Regions from separate parts of the Rattus norvegicus genome. Here region 1 is linked to region 2. Evidence: chromatin contacts called from public Hi-C data. All regions are on one chromosome and are shown on one strand. Each heading gives the region's core, a stretch centred on a gene start, on an enhancer-like site or on the middle of the called end of the contact. The rest is flanking DNA. Distances are from core to core; before and after follow the strand shown. Region 1 overlaps LOC102556241 (a long non-coding RNA gene). Region 2 has its middle 130 kb from the start of Nrip1.

What was found. A called contact is a pair of places that touch in the nucleus more often than the background predicts.
Region 1: a contact with region 2 is called in a Hi-C map of Schwann cells, with 2.9 times the contacts expected there. The contact joins two enhancer-like sites. A contact is called at or near these places in 5 of 12 Hi-C or Micro-C datasets (Schwann cells, hepatocytes, kidney and 1 more).

What each region holds. Positions count from the first base shown.
Region 1 is chr11:28,860,149-28,862,915 of GRCr8, reverse strand. LOC102556241 (a long non-coding RNA gene) reads left to right here. Exons shown (of 2, transcript XR_001840430.3): 1 at 1-2,244. Among named protein-coding and RNA genes, the nearest start is that of Usp25, 230 kb to the left of the region's middle. Within about 2 kb of position 1,390, at least 2 of the 93 cell types and tissues checked have an H3K27ac peak or open chromatin away from gene starts, as enhancers often do. A contact at or near this core is called in Schwann cells, where this site is marked.
Region 2 is chr11:28,593,533-28,596,232 of GRCr8, reverse strand. No RefSeq gene overlaps it. Among named protein-coding and RNA genes, the nearest start is that of Nrip1, 130 kb to the right of the region's middle. Within about 2 kb of position 1,347, at least 3 of the 93 cell types and tissues checked have an H3K27ac peak or open chromatin away from gene starts, as enhancers often do. A contact at or near this core is called in Schwann cells, where this site is marked.

The sequences.
Region 1 (2,767 bases), core at 141-2,640, 270 kb before region 2:
CGGAAAGTTCAACAACCTCCAGAGAGATCGAGTATGGCATGCTGAAGGAGCTGACTTCATTTATTAAATGCACTTCCCGATGTGTTAAGTAACTCGTTCTTCTAAGTGCACAGGGTTTGTATTACTCTTCTCTCTGCTGCCTCCTTCCCCTCTGTAGGATTTATGATGTTTTCCTGACAGGCTCCATGTGCCTGAGGCCCATTAGGTAGGACTGAGGTCTCACCTTTTCTAAGTCCAGAAGTCATCCTGAGGAAGTGCTATTACTTCATGTGTAAAACTGCAAAACACACACAGAATCACTTGGAACAGAAACTCTTTCTGTCAAGGGTTGCTCTTCCTCCAAAGTTTCTTCTCTGAAAACTTATTACTATTATTATTAATTACTATTATTAGTTTTGCTGATTTGATTATGCTCTACTGAAGGTAGTTAGAAAATGATATAAAATAGGAAATATTGTTGCTTGCAAAACAGTGTCAAAGGCCAACAGATAAACCTTCAAATTCATCTGCAGCACATGTCAATTAGATGCTGTCCAGAAAATAGGGCAAGCAACAGGACTTCTTCCTCTGTTCAAAGTGTCAGTCCAATTCAGTTTCAACCCAGAATGTGTTTTAGGTCTGAGGTAATAGGCCTACCTCATTTCTTCCATAGATTTTGTCTGGAGGAGCGACCAACTGGATCCACTTCAACTCTGGAGATCACTACATGCCACCACATACTATATTGTTGGCCACGAGCAGCACTGAATCTTCACGTGTAGCTTCTTACACTGTCATGCCCCATAGTACCCACAGCTAAATCTATACTTTCCAGCAAAGAACACAAGCCTGCAATTGCCCTTACAGTTTCAAAGCTTAGCTTTGCAGGTAATTGGGGAAAGTTAGTTATGTTCTCCGTGCACAAGTTAATTCATTCCCACTAAAACAATTACAGCATTGACTGTGTCATGAGTCTGTGAGGATTGTATAGTTCACATGAAGCTGCTTAGGAACATGTAAGCATTCATGTGTGCATAATTATACATTACTGTACTTTTATTTTCATTATTTTTATTGTACAAATGTAAATTTCTTTCTTCATATCATAGAGAATTGACACAGCAACATTAACTTGATTTAATTAGCTCATAAAATCTGGACTTGCCAAGCTGGTCAACTGAGGCCACTTTTGGGAACCCAGAGGAAGAAGGTATCTTCTATATCTATTATATAGTCTATCTATTTATGGGGATAAATAGATGTTGGTAGAAGTGGAGGTTTCTGGAATTGTCTGAAAATAGTTCCTATTGCCAAACTTTTGTACATCAAGTGTGTGTACAAGAAAGACCTCAGAAAGTCAGCACTGCTATAGGACTGTGCACAAGCCAAGTATCTGAATAATTTCTGGTGACTGGGCTTTTTCCCTGTTGAGTTCGATGACTGTACTCCACTAGGAGAAAGGTCATGAAGCATGGTTCCTGCTAGGGCTGACATTTAACAAGGAGTGATTGATTTGAAAGCAGGATTGATACTCAGATTTAGTCTACCGGTGTTTTGCTAAAATCCCTTTAAAATGGGACTGTAAGTTCATCCTCTCTTTTTCTTTCCTCTGAATAGATTTTTTTTTAACTAGGCCAAAAACTACCAATAGCCAGCTCAAGTAAAACACAAGCCAATTCATGTCTTCAGTGTCCACCATCTGAGTATCTCCTAGTTAGAGGAATGATCACAGTTCTTAAAGTATGAAAACACTAGTTACTGATCGCTACCTATCCTGAGCCCTCACTGCTAACACAGGAGCTCCAGATGAAATCTAAATTTGCTATTTCAAGCCCATTGCTGTGTTGATCATTTGAGATAAAAATGACATAGTTTTGAGTCTTCGGAAACTGCTCCACTTAACTCCCAAACCGTTGCTTTTGAAAAAGGCTAATTTGGGGTTGGGTACATTGGTGTTGCTGCCTTGTAAAACGGCAAGCTTTTTTTTAAAAAAGAAAAAGAAAGAAAAGAAAAAAATGAAAAAAATGGCAGCAGAGACATTTTTTCTAGCCCATGTCAGCACAAAAGGGTGACTCAGTTGTTTCATCTCCCAACAGCTGCATGCTTTCATTGACATTTGGTGACCTTTCTTTGTGCACCCAGCCTAACCTCTTAGGTTATTTCCTGGCCTCCCTTCTGTGACCTATGACCGAAGCTGACCTTTAGCTGGAGAATGTGACATTTTGTTCTCCTCTAGCTGACATGTGATGCTCTCATTATTCAAAGGTATGTGAAAATAACGACCCGGGGTGACCTGTGAGCTTCCTTTCATTTATTGGTTGGTTTTGGTGCTTGTTCAGCATGTAGTGGCCTTGGTTGAAAGGGGGTGAGACTGGGAGATGGAGAGGAGAGGATGGCCAATGTCCTTTTTTAAAACTCACAATTCTATCTGCCTTCCTGCCAGACTGGCTACTCTAATGTGCAAGGACACATTAGTATTTCCTGTTTCTGGATTTAGGAACAAGGTTGGCCTTCAAACAACAGGTCTCCTTGTGGAATGTAAGCACTTCAATGTCATGAGTAAAGCTCCTTATTTATTTATCTTCTTCCAACTAATGACGTCACTACATCTCTGCAGAGAATTTTTATGCATTAGTCTTTCGTAGATGCAGAAGGAGTAAGATACATAGAATAGGGGTTGGGGATTTAGCTCAGTGGTAGAGCACTTGCCTAGCAAGCGCAAGGACCTGGGTTCGGTCCTCAGCTCAAAAAAAAAAAAAAAGGATACATACAATAATACAATAATGAA
Region 2 (2,700 bases), core at 98-2,597:
ACAGAAATAAAAGTACTTTCACTTACATTTCTGAATCATAGAACTAAGACTTTAAAAAAATCACATTCATAGTCACATGAAATAACAGATAAGCAATAAATAAATGTACTAAATAAACTACAAATACATGAGGAATATGCTATAGATTGAATTATATTATCTCCAAAGTCAAATCTGGAAGTCTTTTTAGTACTTCAGTGTATGAATTTCTTTGGAAATAAATTCTTCAAAGGACAATGAGTTAAAGAGAGGCCATTAGAGTCAGCCTTTATCTAACAGGGCTGATGTCCTTAACATGTAACATGAATACACACACAAAACATGAGTAGACATTGAGAAGACAACCTTCTGCAGCCAAGGCCAGTGCCTGGGACCAAACCCTTCCTCGAGTTTCCAGAGAAATCAGTCTCTCTGACATTTCAATCTTGGACTTCTAACTTTCAGATCTTCAAGACAGTGTTTTGAGCCATCTCACTGGCCCTCATATTGTATTTAAATAAATTACTCTGTCATGAACATATTTGTATCAAAGTCTAGGTACACGTAGACTGCCTTCTAGAGATGAAGGTCCATGGGCTGTGACTTGAAAATTACCTTTATAGTACATATAAACATAGTACATTTAACAAATAAGCTTTCATAATGCATATGGTATATCATTCAATAATATCTTATGAATCTTACACAAATACACCCTTAAAGACATTCCAATACAGAGGGAAAGAAAGAAAGTACAACAGCATATGACTTCTGTGTGTGACATCAGTAAATTGAAGTGCCTATTTTCCTTCATCCTCTTCCTTTTCTAAAACCAATCAATTTTTAGACATGCAATTATATCTGTCTTAATTTAAGTGACACTGACATCTCATAAATCTGAACTCTGAAAATATGTCCTTTATTGCTTGTCCTATTTTTATGAATATTTGATTGACTTTCATATCAGAGTTGCCTTTCATGCCTTTTATAGGAGAGATGTAGACATTTGCTCCCTCCCCTCTGCCTCAGGTCCCAATGACAAAGCAAAGCTTACTCTTGAGAACCACTGAGTGAGTTATGCTCATTTACAGAGCAGTTTGGTAAAGGGCTCTGGGCAGAAGTATGGCTGCCCTGAAAGGTCTTCACCCAGGATGAATGATGGCTCCTCATGGCTGCATACATGAAGTCCCCCTACCTTTGTCTTCATAGCCTATAGTCTAGCCCATCACCAACCTCAAAGTTCATGTTTATTTAGGGCAGAATTGTATGCAACTGGTTGGGAGGGAAGGCTGGATACTCAGGAAAGGGTCCTCTGACTCATCCCGTATTCTCCTTCTGTGAGACACATCGGCAGTCAACAAGTCCAACTGCAATGAGATTTTGCAATCAGGCAAAACTAAACTAAAGATGGTGGCAGTGTGGCTCAGGGGATAGGCCTGTACTGAGGTCACAGCGGAAAGCCTTTTCTTTGAGTTATTCCTAGAATTTTCTGATCTCCCAAAGTCCCTCCCAGTGTCCGAATTGCTACCAACAATTCCCCCTTTGTTCACCCACAATGCCTCTTTTCTGCACTAGGGTCTTATTTGTGACCATATCAGTCAAAGAGACCCCAAATGCAAGTCTGAGAGAGTCCCTGAGAAGGAAGGAAAAAATAAGTTCTTACATATGGCTCCAAGGGAGATTTTTTTCCCCCAACAGAACCTGTTTATAACTATTTTACCTACAGTAGTAATGGACTGGAAGATTCAGAAATAAAGAAGGGCTGCACTCAGAAGCTAATCCCTCAGTAAATCAAGTGGTGCTCCTTCCTGCCTGAAATGTTCCGCATGCAGACTCCTTCCTTCTCCCATTCATCTTCCTCGCTGCCTTCGGTAGGCCACAAATGTCATTACAGAGATCTAACTTCAATGTGTTTTCTGTACTGTCTCTCCATCTCCTAAGTGGCTCCCTTTCATATACTAATATTTCACTATACATAAATCTCCTGAACGGCATTTGTAATATCTCTTAATTACTTGTTCATATATCTGTTTCCCAAACTGGCTGTGAAAGTCATTTGTCTCTGGAGTTTCGGTGCCTGGTCGCAGATAAAGGCTGCCATACAATAACCACACGATGGCTGCTGCCCCTCATGCTGAGGGCACATTTGAATTGAAGGTATTTATTTTACTCCTGTATCTATGGAGACATCTTTAAGAAACCTTGGGGTGTTCACCGTCAGCTGTGTGCAAAGAGACTAATGTACCGTTTTAAGCATAACAGAATGGTTCATGCTTATTTGAGCTCTCTCCAGTGGGCTTAGCTATAAACACATGCATGAAAATGTGACAATTATAAATCTCACGAATCTTCATGTCTCCACCAGCCCCAGGTTTTTCCTCTAATCTGAAGAAGCCACGGGGGAAGGGCAGTTCCGTCGTGATCTCTAAGGTGTTTTAGCGTCTGATTTTACTTGGGCAAGCCTGGATGCAAAACATCTTTCTTGCTATTTTGAGGGCAGGTTGAGCCTGGCGCTGCTTCTGTCACTGTGTCAGCGTCTCAGAGATAGCATGCTGTTTACACACAACCGTGCTGCCCTGCCTCTGATACCTGATCCTATCAGACACGGTTATTTCCAGCTGTCTTCAGGAGCAGACAGCTGGCGTGTCCAAATTTGCCTGCTTCACCACTGGAGAGGGTACTGAACGGAGTCGAACTCAACATAAGGCTCATGGAATCCTG